Regions from separate parts of the Mus musculus genome. Here all the other regions are linked to region 2. A link is a contact called in public HiChIP or PLAC-seq and Micro-C data. All regions are on one chromosome and are shown on one strand. Each heading gives the region's core, a stretch centred on a gene start, on an enhancer-like site or on the middle of the called end of the contact. The rest is flanking DNA. Distances are from core to core; before and after follow the strand shown. Region 1 has its middle 33 kb from the start of Fabp6. Region 2 holds the start of Slu7 (SLU7 splicing factor homolog (S. cerevisiae)). Region 3 has its middle 15 kb from the start of Pwwp2a.

Region 1 (4,640 bases), core at 428-2,927, 200 kb after region 2:
TGTGTCTGCTTAACGCTCAGCTCAGCTTAGCCAAGGAACCTAGCAGGGAAGGGTTGTCATTTTCCACTTGCCTACCCCACCACAGTAGCTGCTCAGACACTTGCTTCTAACTTCCCCCTTCTTCTCTTCCCCTGCTTAAAATATTGGCAACTCCTTCCTCCTTCTTCTGCTTGCAACTGTGTAGGCTAAAAAGCAAAACAGACACTAAAGCACAGTCACTTCCTACGGGGCTTAAAATAACATCTTCATCCTGGCCTTCCAGCCGCCCTGTCTGGCTTATCTGGGTTTATCTGTTTTCTTCAGCCCTTGGTCACAGGCCGCTCCTGGCTATTGTTCACTCCCTTCCAGTCTCCAGTCTCCTCCCTTTACCTGAATCTCCCTGGTTCTTCATTCAATTGTCTGCTTATCTCCAGTCTTCCGCCTGGAGGATAAACCACCTAAGACCAGGAACCCCCTCTGACTTGTTCCTGGCTGTGGCCCCCAAACCTCAAACATTGCAGCCCTGCACCCCACCCCCACCCCCCCCACACACACAAACACACGTATGGGCTCTTGGGTGGATGAAAGAATCCATCGATCTTTCACAAGTCGGGCTCTGTTCTAAGCAATTTACCTGTGCCACCTGACAGAATCCTGAGGGGATGAGCTGCTATTTATGCAGGGGTAGACCTGGTCAAGGTCACACAGCTAGGAAGGTTGTACTGAAACCAGCCTGCTCCTCTAAGACTACATGGGCATTACTGTGGGCAGCTGAGCTCTATAGAGAACTCCCACATTGTGTGCATGAATGAATGAGTGAGCCGATTATACACACCTGCACAGAGTAGCCCGCTGGAATAAGCAACCTTTCCCGATCCAAGCATCTCTATGGGATCTTCTGGCAGGGGGTAGGGAGGAGGGTGTGTGTGTCCGCTTTTGACATTTGGAAAGGCACAACACCCACTAAAGCTGATCTGTACACTAAGTACTGGATTCAGAGGGTCTGTGGCTTTCTTTTCTGCCCCGTGCTTCCAGCACCACTAGCTGCCCAGGCCTGGGGATGGGCGATGGGGTGGGGATGGGGGGGCAGCACCCAAGGAACATTGTATCCTGGTAGCTGTAGGCTCTCTTCAGGGTGGCTCTGCTATCTTGTGAGAGTCCTATCTCTCTGGCTAGCTGCCATTCGCCTGGCAGCCCTAATGTCTTATCTCATCCATCATCGGGCTACACTCATCCAAGCTGGATCTCCGAATGAGACATGTGTGCCGAAGATGGAATGGCCTGGAGCCCTGGAGGGAATCGAACCCACTGTAAAGGAGGCCGGAGAGGACCAGAACTGCAGGCCTGATGTCTGAGTGGATCCCTCTCCGCTGAGGAGGGCCCACAGAGAGAGAAGGGGAGGGCAGGGCAAAGGATGGACGGAGGAGAAAAAGGAAAAGCGGCTGGGGCAGAGGAATAGAGGTGTAGGGTGTTGGTTTCCTATTGCAATTGAAATGTAGACTCCTCTGGTGCCCCGCCAGCTTCAGCACACCCCTGCCCCGCCCCCACCCTCACCCTCCACCAAGCTGACAGCCTAGGAAAGCAGGCAGGTTAGGGAGGTGATTTATTGCAGGCTCTGCTCCTTCTAACACCAGGCTCCTTGGCCTGGCTTCCCTCACCCTCACCCCAGCACTTCCGCGTAGGAACCGCCTGGGAAAGTCTGAGCTTCTCCCCGCCTAGCTGCCGCGGTGCCTGGTTTGCTTTCCATCCCAGCCTCTAGGGAGAGGAATTTGTGCTGTCGCCCCTCCCCCACAACCGTTCTGCTGAAAGTCAAGATGTAGGACTCAGGCTCCCCAGAGATTTTCTAGTCCAGCCCTCGGATTTTGTTTTGCTTTTTAATCTAAACAATTAAAAAATAATAATAATTGCCAACCTTAAACTGAAATAGATTGCCCTTAAAAACTGTTTTTCTGCCGGGCGTGGTGCCGCACGCCTTTAATCCCAGCACTTGGGAGGCAGAGGCAGAGGCAGGCGGATTTCTGAGTTCCAGGACAGCCAGGGCTACACAGAGCAACCCTGTCTCAAAACACAACCCCCCCCCATTGTTTTTCTGATGCTGGGTAGTGATGGAGCACACTTTTAACTCCAGTACTGAGGAGGCAGAGGCAGGAGGATCTCTCTGAGTTTGAGGCCAGTCTGGTCTACAGATCGAGTTCCAGGTCAGCCAGGGCTACACAGAGAAACCCTGCCTCCAAACCAAAACCAAACCAAACCAAACCAACAACAACAATAACAGAAGAATGAAAGAAAACAAGTACAGAAAAGAATCAAGTAACTGGATGCCCTGCTATGACCTAGCCTTGAAATCCACATTGTTATTTCCACTTTCGTCGTTGGTCTAAATGACTAACTAGCTGCTCAAATCCAACAGGGACATCAATGCCTGCTCCTGAATTTTTTTTTTTTTTTTCCGAGACAGGGTTTCTCTGTGTAGTCCTGGCTGACCTGGAACTCACTTTGTAGACCAGGCTGGCCTCGAACTCAGAAATCCGCCTGCCTCTGCCTCCCGAGTGCTGGGATTAAAGGCGTGCGCCACCACGCCTGGCTCTCCTGAATTATTTTTAATTAATTAATTATGCATTGTGTGGCTTGGGCACCGCGTTGCCAATGTGGAGGTCAGAGGACAGCTTACAGGAGTGTTCTCACCTTCTCCCATGGGTGCCTAGGGATGGGACTGAGGCTTTCAGGCCTGGTGAGTTGGTAAGTAATACTTTTCTTCACTGAGCTGCCTCTCTCTCTCTCTCTCTCTCTCTCTCTCTCACACACACACACACACACACACACTTTTGGCACCAGGTTTTAAAACTACTCCAGCACGAATATAAACTGAAAAGTCAGGTTTTCCTTCGACCCGATTCCTCCAGGGCCTGATTCCAGTCCCTAGCAGCAAACCCAACCTATGTCCTCTATGGCTTTTTAGATAGAATACATGCCCACCAGTACCACAGAGACACGAGAACTATAGAAGCACAAACCATACTCTGTACTCTGGTTGTTCAACTCCTGTTCCAGCCGCCAGAACCCAAGTACATTGAAGCAATGGATTCCCTTGGATTTGAGGTCCAGCCCTTGCCACAGCTCTCTGCAATGTAACCCAAGAGTCAAGGGTTCTAGTTCAGTAGCATCCAGGGCCTCCTGGATCTCACTCTCTGAATCCAGACACCAAATAGTCTGAAGAGCAAAACTACCCATGAAAACACACAGGCAAACCCAGAGCCAGGTGTGCTGTGGGATGCCTGTAATCCCCAGGCTGAGGAAAGAACTGGGTACAAGCAAGCTCTAGGGAACCCTGGGCTTCATAGAAAGACCCTGTTGACAAGAAGGGAAGGAGGGAGAGAAGAAAGGAAAAAAAGATTTCAAATAAACAACAGAACCACTCAAACACACACCCCAGTGAATTCATAATAAATACTGCTCTCTGGCCTTGCTGCCACGTCTGACAGCCTAAGTTTGATTTCTGCAATTCACAAAATAGAAGAAGAGAACCAACTTTCGCAAATTGTATTTTTACCTACCTACCTACCTACCCCCCCCCCCCCCACACACACACTTTAAAAACTAAATCTTGAGTGTTTTAATGTTAAAGTTTATCTAGGACTGACCAAGTTCTTATCTATCATGTATAAAACCCTGGTTTTTACCTGCAGCACCACAACAAACATCAGACATGCTGGCACCTGCCTATAATCCCAACATTCCAAAGATGGAAGTAGGAGGGTCAGAAATTCAGATTCATCCTCAGATTCGTAACGGGTTTGAAGTTAGACTATGCTTACAGGTGACCCTGTCCCAAAACAAAAAAAGCCAATTAGTAGTTCATTTTAAAGATCAACCTATTTCCTGGTACACAAGCAGGGCTTCATACAAGAGCACACTACAATCCACTGTTCAAAAGCACTGTAAGTTATTGATTGGCCTTAGCCCCGTTTCTGCTCATCATCATGTACACAGGAGCAAATAACCTTCTCCAGGAGAGAGAGACAAAGACAGAGACACAGACACACAGAGAGAAACACAGAGATGGAGGCACAGAGATCATCTGTGGCCCTGGGATGAATTCCTAGAAGCAGAATGCTGTGTGAAGGGAGGGCTCCTGGAGCCATCCAGACCATACTTTAAAAAGCAGTGGTGATCCACACCCCATACCTCCTAGATGGTTTGCCTGCTGGCAGTATGACCTGTGAGATCCTGCCTGCTTCTAGGGCAGCAGGTGGCAGCTGCTTCCTAGCTATTTAACAGTATCACATGAAGGCCTGTGGGGGAGGGGGGTGCACAGCAATGAGTGGACCCTGCAAAGGAGAGCTCATTGCCTCTATAGAAGGACACGGGGAGCTAGGCACACCGCCTCCATCTCCTGACGTTTAGCAACGCCTTCAGTTGCTGTCCTTCAGCCAGGAAATAGTTGCTAGGGTAATTCCATGTTCCCTCTCCCTTTAGAAACAAGCTTGTCTACTTGATTTATTTTATTCTTTTATTTTTTGGTTGTTTGAAACAGGGTTCCTCTGTGTAGCTTTGGCTGTCCTGGAACTTGCTCTGTAGACCAGGCTGTCCTCAGATTCACAGAGATCCTCCTGCCTCTGCTTCTCAAGTGCTGGGATTAATGGTGTGTGCCACCATGACCT
Region 2 (4,347 bases), core at 344-2,843:
TTTCAAAAATAAATCTATATACATTCCCACAGCTTCCACGTGAACATTGTCTAATTCCTTGAGAGGTTTTCTTCCCCTCTCACCAACAGGAAACATTGCTTTTCCCCAGTCCACTGCAAGTGTAAATAATATCACCATCCTGTCTTTAAAAGGACATGTTTTTCTGAGTGATGGTGTTCCCAGGCCAGCTTTGTGATCCCCACTTGTTACTGGGAAATAATGTACCTGGTTGGTAAACTTATAATAGAGTCCTCAGCTAATACAAGTCTCTCCTAATTTAGCTTTACAGAAAGCGTTCATCCAAAGATAATCCCTGCCTTCTTGGTCCCTCTCTCAAGCCTTGCGCTCTGAGTCCGCAGGACTCTGCTCTGCCTTTAGCTGCCTTGAAAAATCAAAATTATTTTTACATTCTTAACCCACTTCAAGTTCCTTTTTTAAAAAGTCTACTACTTTGGGCTGTTTGACTGAGGTGGTGGGGACGTTAGCTATAGTCCTGTATATCTGAAGAGCACTTCACGTAGGGGAAGTATAAATAACCACAAGACAGCATAAAGAAAAATGGCCAAGCAATGGCTCAGTAGTCAATACAGGTCATTCTTGCAGAAGCCCCCGGTTTGGTACTCATTCTGGTTCACAGACATATATCTGCATTTCCAGTCACAGATGATCTAACGCCAATGATGTGCAAACTCACACACAAAAAACATAAGGCTTTTTTTTTTTTTTTCCTGAGACAGGGTTTCTCTGTGTAGCCCTGGCTGTCCTGGAACTCACTCTGTAGACCAGGCTGGCCTCGAACTCAGAAATCTGCCTGCCTCTGCCTCCCAAGTGCTAGGATTAAAGGCATGTGACACCACTGCCTGGCATAAGGCTTTTTTTTTTTTTTTTTTTAAGAAAAATAAATTCACCAAAGTCGCCTATTTTCCAGGAGTTTGTTTTTTATGGGGATGTTTGTTTGTTTGTTTGTTTGAAAAAGGGTCTTCCTATGTCACTGGCCAGGACCTCAAAGATATGCCTATCTCTGCTAGGATTAAAGGTGTGTGCCATTACGCCGACCTTTGCAGCATTTTCAATAATCATTTTTGCTAAGATTCTGTGCTGTAGGCTGGCAAGATGGCTCAACAGGTAAGAGCACTCACTGACTGTTCTTCTGAAGGTCCTGAGTTCAAAACCCAGCAACCACATGGTGGCTCACAACCATCTGTAGTGGAATCTGATGCCCTCTTCTGGTGTGTCTGAAGAGAGCTACAGTGTACTTATATATCTTTGGGTGGGAGCAAGCAGAGACTGACTGGGCGAGCGGGGTTGACCGGAGCGAGCAGGGGTCCTAAAAAAATTCAATTCCCGACAACCACATGAAGGCTCACAACCATCTGTACAGCTATAGATTATCCATATACATAAATAAATCTTTAAAAAAAAAAAAAAAAAAAAAAAAAAAAAAGATTCTGTGCTGTTCCAGAAAGAAAGCTGCACTGCCATCACTTCGCCTTTCTGGGTCAAAAAAAAAAAAAAAAAAAAAAAAAAAAAAAAAAAAGAGCCAAGCGCTTGCAAATGCGCATGTGCCGATCTCCCGGAAGTTATCTCTGCGCAGCCGGAAGAAGGCAGGGAACCCGGAAGTAAACATTGCCGAGTCGCTTCGTTTCTGGCGGATGGTTTTGAGTGGTCTGCGGCGCGACTGGGTAAGTTGGGGTTCTGAGATTGAGCAGACGAACTGGGGACCTCGGGGAGCGGGTATCCCCTGCAGTGAGTCCTCGCGGTGATGAGCCGTCGTGGAACGGCGGACCCGGGTGGAGACTGTGGCCCAGGACGCAGGCGCCGCCCTCGCGTTCAGCCGGACCGAGGCTGACTCCTCAAGGAAAAGCCCTGGTCACTGTAAGCCGGACATCCTGAGCAGCCCGTACCGAAGCTGAGCCCTCTGTCCCCAAAAGAGTTCCTTTGAGGTTCAGTTTTTTCCGTTAGGTGGAGATGATCTTATTTTGTGAGGGTCAAATTAGAATGTCCGTATTGCATCAGTGAGTGGGAGCTGTTAAAGTTCTAACTCGGAGAGAGCCGGACCCTCTGCAGAGCAGTGGAACCTAATGACAAAACACTTCAGTCCCTCTTAATCTTGAATGTGACAGGCCTGCACTCCAGTGTCTGTGGTTTGTAACAGGGGTTGAAAGACCAACTAAAGTCAGGCTTGGGTTTGCGATCTGTCGTCTCTCACTAATGTCTTGTTATCTGAAGGTGTTAACCCCCCCCCCCCCGCCCCAAACTTGTTTCCTCACCATAAAATAGGGTGGTTGTAAAGATTTGGTGACGGTCTGCATGGTAAATTAAAGAAATGGTAACTGTTAAAATGAAGATGATTAAATCTGTGCTTCTAGTATATACTACCACGGATTTCTAACACTTCTGTTTTTATTTTTAAGTCTATTTTATTTTAATTATGTGTATAAGTAGGTAGGTGGGTTTGCCCTTGTAAGAACGTGTGTAGTCTTCTTGGAATCCCTGTAGCTGGAGTTAGGGACAGTTGTGAGCCACCTGACATAGATGCTGAGAACTGAGTTAGGGTTGTCTACAGGAGCAGTAGGTGAACCGTCTCACCTGCCCCATACACAGACCTCTATGGTGGCATATGCCTATAAAGCCAGAACTCGGGAGATGGAGGCAGACACAATTTCACAGGAAAGTCATGGAGTTTAAGGAATGCTGTGGATAAATACTTAGTGTTCTGGGTGTGGATGTCATGTACACAGTTGGTTGTGTAGATTTGAAGATCAAATGAAAAGTCTAGGGCAGAGAGATAGTATGGAACCCCAGTAGTGGGATACTGTTCCTCCTGAATCTTGGCAACTGGTATTGTTTAGAGTGGTGAGTGAGGCTCTTGCTGCTCTGTAAGGAATCAGCCTCTAAATAAACGTGTGCAAATAGATGAGCCTGCAGAGAAGTCGAGAACAGGAGAGGTGTTCACGGAAAACCAGTAACATGTTATAGAAGCCAAAGAATGAGAATCTCTGACAAAAGAAGGCATGGAATGGTCGGGAATGGAAATGAAGTCAGTGACCAGAGCAGAGGAGTGCAAAGCAGAGGTATAAAAATAGGCACACTATGAATATGGGTGATTTTGTGGTGTGTGTTTGTGTGTGTGTGTGAGAGAGAGAGAGAGGCAGAGACAGAGAGAACTAGATATGCTAGGCATCCCTGAATGTAGACAGACCCATCTCTATTTTTTTCTAACAAGGTCTCATGTCTTGAACTCTCTATATATCCAAGGGTGACCTTGGTCTTCTGATCCTATATTCACATCGAGATTGCTGGATATCAAGTATGCACCACCAGGCCTAGTTTTTGTTGCACTGGCAATCAAACTTCTGCTAGGCAAACGCTCTATCAACTGAGGCTTCATCCCCAGCCCTGAACTTTGGTAATTGTTAAGGCATTGGGCCTTCAAGGGGAACAGTGATGTGCTCTGGTTTTTTTAGGTTTTTGGGGTTTTTTTGTTTGTTTGTTTGTTTGTTTTCCTATGGAAGATAAGTTTGAGACATGCAGGAGGGCTAATTTAGGAACATCTGTATGAAAGTCTTTGAATTTTTTTTAAAGATTTATTTATTGTTATTTGTAAGTACACTGTAGCTGTCTTCAGACACACCAAAAGAGGGCATCAGATCTCATTACACATGGTTGTAATGCTGGGATTTGAACTCAGGACCTTTGGAAGAATAGCCAGTGTTCTTAACCACTGAGCCGTCTCTCCAGCTCCTTAAAATTTTATATACATGGCTTTCTCTGCTTACAAATTGGAGTGTTGAGAGAATTGGCGCTAAGAATACGTAAAGACTTTTTTTCATTTTGAGACAAGGTCTCACTATATAGCCATGGCTAGCTGTGGATTCAATATGTAGACCAACCTAGTTCCAGACTAGCCTCCAACTCCAGAATATCCACATCCCTCTGCTCTCCAGGTGCTAGGATTAGGTTGTATATTACAGTGCCCAGTTTGTAAAGCCTTTTGAGTAAGGGAAACCGTTAGAACCAGTGAGATGGCTCAGCGGGTAAAGGCACTTGCTGCTGACCTGATGACCTGAGTTTGATCCCTGGGACCCACGTGGTGACTGGGGGAGAACCAACTCCTACAAGTTGATCTCTGACCTCTGTAGTGATAATTTTGGAGTTCTGGTTTCTTTTAAAAACATAGAAATATTATAAGAATATGTTATCATTTTAATCCCAGGTGGGGCTGCTTCGGACTGTTGCAGTAGCTGACTGTGATTTGCTTCATGCCCTAGCAGAGGCTTTGCCAGCAACTGCAGGTAGTTGCTGTGTTCATGTGACATTTGGAATTCTGGGGACTTGGACTTAGAG
Region 3 (4,384 bases), core at 1,426-3,925, 230 kb after region 2:
GACTGGATTTTAGTAAGTAATGACTCTGGAGTATCAGAGAGGAGGTGTTACTGCAGGGAAGATTAGAATGATTAATCACCTCCAAAGAGGCCTTAGTTTATTCACTATCTCCAAATTTCCCCCAGCCTCAGTCTCAATGAATTTGCACATACAGACCATTCATTTGAATGGTGCAGTCAACCGGCCCTTTGTCTTTTTGATGATGTTCTGTAGCTATCCATACAGTCTCCTTGTAATTTGCTTTTTGCTGGTGGTTAATGATACAAGTATCTTTTGCACTAGTCTTGCCTTGAGATGTATCTTTCACCCCCTCACCTTTCACCTGTTTGTTCCTGGTTGTCCTTGGGGTAGGTTTGGTCAGGCAAGAGGGTGAGTAGAATGGAGACCTCCCTGTAGTTATAGGGAGAAACCACTTTCAGGTCTTCCAGTTATAGAAATTGCTATAAGCCCACTTCTCAGTGCTGTTGTCCACAGGCAGCTTTGTGTAATCTCCACAGCCACTGCATGAAGCATGGTCTCCTGGGCTCAGGAAAGTTAAGTAAACATGTGTAAAGTAAGTCAGCAAGGAATTGACCACATAGCTCAGAGACTCCGAAGTCACTGCCTGCCTGGATGAATGAGCTGCATGGCGTTCCTCATGGCTGGTGAGGAATGTCCCTGCAGCCCATTGAGATAGTGCATTAGGGAGGCTGAGACAGCAGTACCAGGAGTTCAAGGCTAGCCTGGGTTACAGGAGAGGCTGTTTCAGAAGCCAAATGAATGAATGGACAAACCACAACAAAAAGAATGGGTTAGGGCCAGGGCTATAACACATCCAGGAAATAGAGGCAAGGGGATGGCAAGTTCAAGGCCAGCCTGGGCTACATAGAAAGACTGTCAGAAAGGAAAAAACAAAACAAAAACCCTCCAATCCACACGTTGTGGGAACGCTTTACATTGGCTATTTTTCATCCCCAAAAGTGTGTGAGTGTGTGTGTATGTGTGTGTGTGTGTGTGTGTGTGTGTGTGTGTGTGTGTGTGTGTGTGTGTGATCATGTACTGTTGAAGAGTCAGGACTCCCATTTGATCCTGACTCTAAGTCTCAGGTTTGGTTTTGTTTGTTTGTTGTGTGTGTGCAGTGTGTATGTCTCCGAGTGTTCTCTTATGTGTGGACACAGATGCAAATATGCATGTGTATGTGCCTGTGCAGGTCCAAGGTTGGTTTCTGGAGTCTTCATTGATTGCTTTCTACCTTATTCATCAAGGCAGTTCTCTCAGTTGATCCCAGAGCTCACTGATATGGCTACTCTAGCTAGCCAGCTTGCTTGAGGGACCCTGATCTCTGCCTCCTGAGCCCATTAAGTGGCCATTTAAGTGAGTTCTGGAGATCCAAACTCTCCTGGGAAAAAAGGTTGTTTGTTTGTTTGTTTGTTTGTTTGTTTGTTTGTTTTGAAACAGGGTTTCTCTGTGTAGCCCTGGCTGTCCTGGAACTCACTCTGTAGACCAGGCTGGCCTTGAATGCAGAGATCCACCTGCCTCTGCCTTCCACGTTCTGAGATTCAAGGAGTGTGTCACAACCACGTGGCAGCACTATGCTCTTAGTTTCTCTAGCCCACACCCCCCACTTCTTTTGAGACAGGCTCTTGTGTATCCGAAGCAGCCTCCAACTAAGTAGCCAAAGATGACCTTGACTTCCTAGTCCTCCAAAACCTCCCTAATGTTGAGAGTCCAGGCTTGGACTATCATGACCCTGCAGCTTAAACTATCGTGACCTACAGCTAGGTCTCTCCTTCTTAAAGAGCATTATAATTTTTAAAATGAAATGAGCTAATTCACTTGCAAATCTGTGTCAGATGTGGGTCTTTGGCTACAAAAGTTCTAGTTTAGGCCATTAATGAAAGGCTTAGGATCTGATTGCCAAACTTGTGATAATCCCATTAAATATGAACCCAGCTTGGCACAAAAGGCCAAGAGCCAGGCCATCTAAAGGGTCCTGTGTGTCCATGGTGACCAAATGCTGTGAGAACGAGGCCAGGGCTCAGGGCTTCTGCTTCCAACCTGGCTGTACCACAGAGCTGAAAGTCTGTGTCGGTCCTGTTCTCCCTCTAAACGGAGGGGCTGGGACCCAGAGGCGTGTGAATTCCCTCCCAGCTCTGACCTTTGCTCCTCTGCCCAGCAGAGGACCGCCCTACCATCCTAGGCCCACACTGCTTAAAGGTCCCATTGCATTAGCCTCCCGTTTTCCAATGCATCTGGTACTTGCTTCCCCAGTGGGCGGAGAACTCAAGGGTGGTCTTATTATGAATGAATATGAAGAAATAACAGCAGGGTTGCGGCTTCGGAATGAAGTCACTATGGTGACCAAAGCTGAACGAAAGAGTACGGCTCCAACAGGCTTCCAAGGTCTCGCCTCTTTTATTCCAGAACTCTGCTGGGCTCCACATGATAGCCCTGCTGAGTTAACTGCCTCAAGGTCACAGAAGCATCTAAAGCTGCTTTGTCTGTTCCTGGCTTCCTCAGCATCCACGGACTGGGCTGGGCTAGCCCGAGTCTGGAAGGAATATGGATTTTGACACAACAGTACACCAGTTTCTAGAGAAAAAGGGGTTTGCTTCTAAAGATTCCAGGGGCAGCAGCGAGGCCACCTCCAAAGCAGCCCGAAAGAGTCTGCGAAGACTCGGGCCTTGCCTCTGCTGGACCGGAAGTGTGCTTTATGAATCATTTAGAGTCCTTGCGGAGCTATTCTGGGACATGCTTCTCTCTCCACCTAGCAAATTTACCACAGCAGAGAATGTATTGTGAGCCACAGAAGTGCAAGGGCAGGCTGCAGGACCACGCTCCCCCCCCCCACCCCCCAACCCCCCACACACAGCGCCTCACTTCTCATCTCTCTTAGGTACAAATCAGATCAAGGAGATTCTGGGAACCCAGTCATCCTCTGTACTTCTTAAATCAGGCGCCAGGTTTGGGATTCTCCTGCTCTAAGATGACCTTACCGCACTCCCCCACTTTGTTTTTGAGACAGGGTCTTTTGTAGGCAGGGTCAGCCTTGATCCTCCTACTTCTAACTCCCAAGTGCTGGGGTTTAGGGCTTGTACCCCAAGCCTAGCCCAGGCTCCATTTTCTCTACTTATGTTTTCCTCCCTTCCCCACTCTTCCTTTTCCCATCTCCCCCTCCCCCACTTCCGCCCAAGGCCATCAGTACACCACTGAGCCACATCCCAAGCATTCTGTGTATTTCCTGCCTAAGAAATCCATGTTCACTGTAGAAGAATTAGAAATTAGGGTACTGGAACCATATACTTGGACAGAAAGCAAGCCCACAGTGATCTGCCACTTAGAAATCAGTTATTCAGTTTGTTAATGCTACAAATGTTTTCAAAGCGTCCTGTATGTCGGCCAGGCTCTATACTGCCTGCAGCGGTGACCGAGGCAGATTTCACAGAGCTTTCTTCTCTAGCTAAAACTTAGTCTACATTTAAAGTTCCACGGCACTTTTGTAATTTCACTGTACTTAGTGTTTGCCTGTGTAAGGCAGATATTTGAGAGTTGGTTCTCTCTTTCTGCCGTGGGTTCTAGGGATGGTACTCCAGCCCTCAGGCTTTTATAGGAAATATTATTACCCACTAATCCACCCTACTGACCACACAGGAGGCTTTTCTATGTAGAGCTGTTTGCATATAGCTTTTTGTTGTTGTTGTTCGAGCAGGGTTTCTCTGTGTAGCCTTGGATGCCCTAGAACTCCCTCTCTAGACCAGGCTAGCTTTGAACTCAGAGATACAGCTGCCTCTGCCTCCTGAGGGTTGGGATTAAAGGCCTCTGCCACTACTGCCAGGCTTGCATATAGCTTCTTACATTTTTCCCCTTCTCCTTTTTGAGACAGCATCTCATGTATGGCCCCAAACTCACTAGTAGCTGAGGCTGGCCTTAAACTGCTGTCCCTCCTGTCTCCATCCTCTTCCTTAGCTCTAGGGTCACATGCATGTTCCTCCACACCCAGCCTGACAGTTCCACTTGTCTATTTATTTTATATTTGCACCAGAGAATAAACCTAAGGTCGGAGCCCAGTCATCAGTCTCTCTGGCAAGCCAAGATGGATAGTGGAGACACTGGTCCCCCAGAGTACTATCTCTGGGATTGTCATACAAAAAATTGAAACAATTCTCACCTCTGAGAGGATAAGAAATAGTTTTGTTTGTTTGATTGTTTGGCTTTTTTGTTTTTGGTTTTTGGTTTTTTGGTTTTTCGAGATAGTGTTTCTCTGTATAGCCCTGGCTGTCCTGGAACTCACTTTGTAGACCAGGCTGGCCTTGAACTCAGAAATCTGTCTGCCTCTGCCTCCTGAGTGCTGGGATCAAAGGCCTGCGCCACCATGCTTGGCGAAATAGTTTATTCTGAGTGACTA

The links. Hi-C and Micro-C count contacts between places; a contact is called where the count stands out from the background. HiChIP or PLAC-seq counts read pairs in DNA pulled down with a chosen protein or histone mark.
Region 1: a Micro-C map of embryonic stem cells shows a contact between it and region 2, with 2.2 times the contacts expected there. The contact joins the enhancer-like site here to the promoter of Slu7 in region 2. A contact is called at or near these places in 1 of 484 Hi-C or Micro-C datasets (embryonic stem cells), 5 of 115 datasets of contacts at active chromatin or transcription factors (bone marrow-derived macrophages, embryonic stem cells, extraembryonic endoderm stem cells and 1 more) and 3 of 9 other capture datasets (adipose tissue, liver and pancreatic islet).
Region 3: a contact with region 2 is called in an H3K4me3 HiChIP or PLAC-seq map of bone marrow-derived macrophages, with 5 times the contacts expected there. The contact joins the enhancer-like site here to the promoter of Slu7 in region 2. A contact is called at or near these places in 10 of 484 Hi-C or Micro-C datasets (B cells, Th1 cells, double positive thymocytes and 6 more), 4 of 115 datasets of contacts at active chromatin or transcription factors (bone marrow-derived macrophages, embryonic stem cells, epiblast stem cells and 1 more) and 3 of 9 other capture datasets (adipose tissue, liver and pancreatic islet).

The regions. Positions count from the first base shown.
Region 1 is chr11:43,632,599-43,637,238 of GRCm38.p6, forward strand. No RefSeq gene overlaps it. Among named protein-coding and RNA genes, the nearest start is that of Fabp6, 33 kb to the left of the region's middle. Within about 2 kb of position 1,678, at least 117 of the 459 cell types and tissues checked have an H3K27ac peak or open chromatin away from gene starts, as enhancers often do. A contact at or near this core is called in bone marrow-derived macrophages, embryonic stem cells, extraembryonic endoderm stem cells and 1 more, where this site is marked.
Region 2 is chr11:43,432,138-43,436,484 of GRCm38.p6, forward strand. It overlaps Slu7 (SLU7 splicing factor homolog (S. cerevisiae)), which reads left to right and starts at 1,594. Exons shown (of 16, transcript NM_198936.1): 1 at 1,594-1,682.
Region 3 is chr11:43,664,981-43,669,364 of GRCm38.p6, forward strand. No RefSeq gene overlaps it. Among named protein-coding and RNA genes, the nearest start is that of Pwwp2a, 15 kb to the right of the region's middle. Within about 2 kb of position 2,676, at least 36 of the 459 cell types and tissues checked have an H3K27ac peak or open chromatin away from gene starts, as enhancers often do. A contact at or near this core is called in bone marrow-derived macrophages and embryonic stem cells, where this site is marked.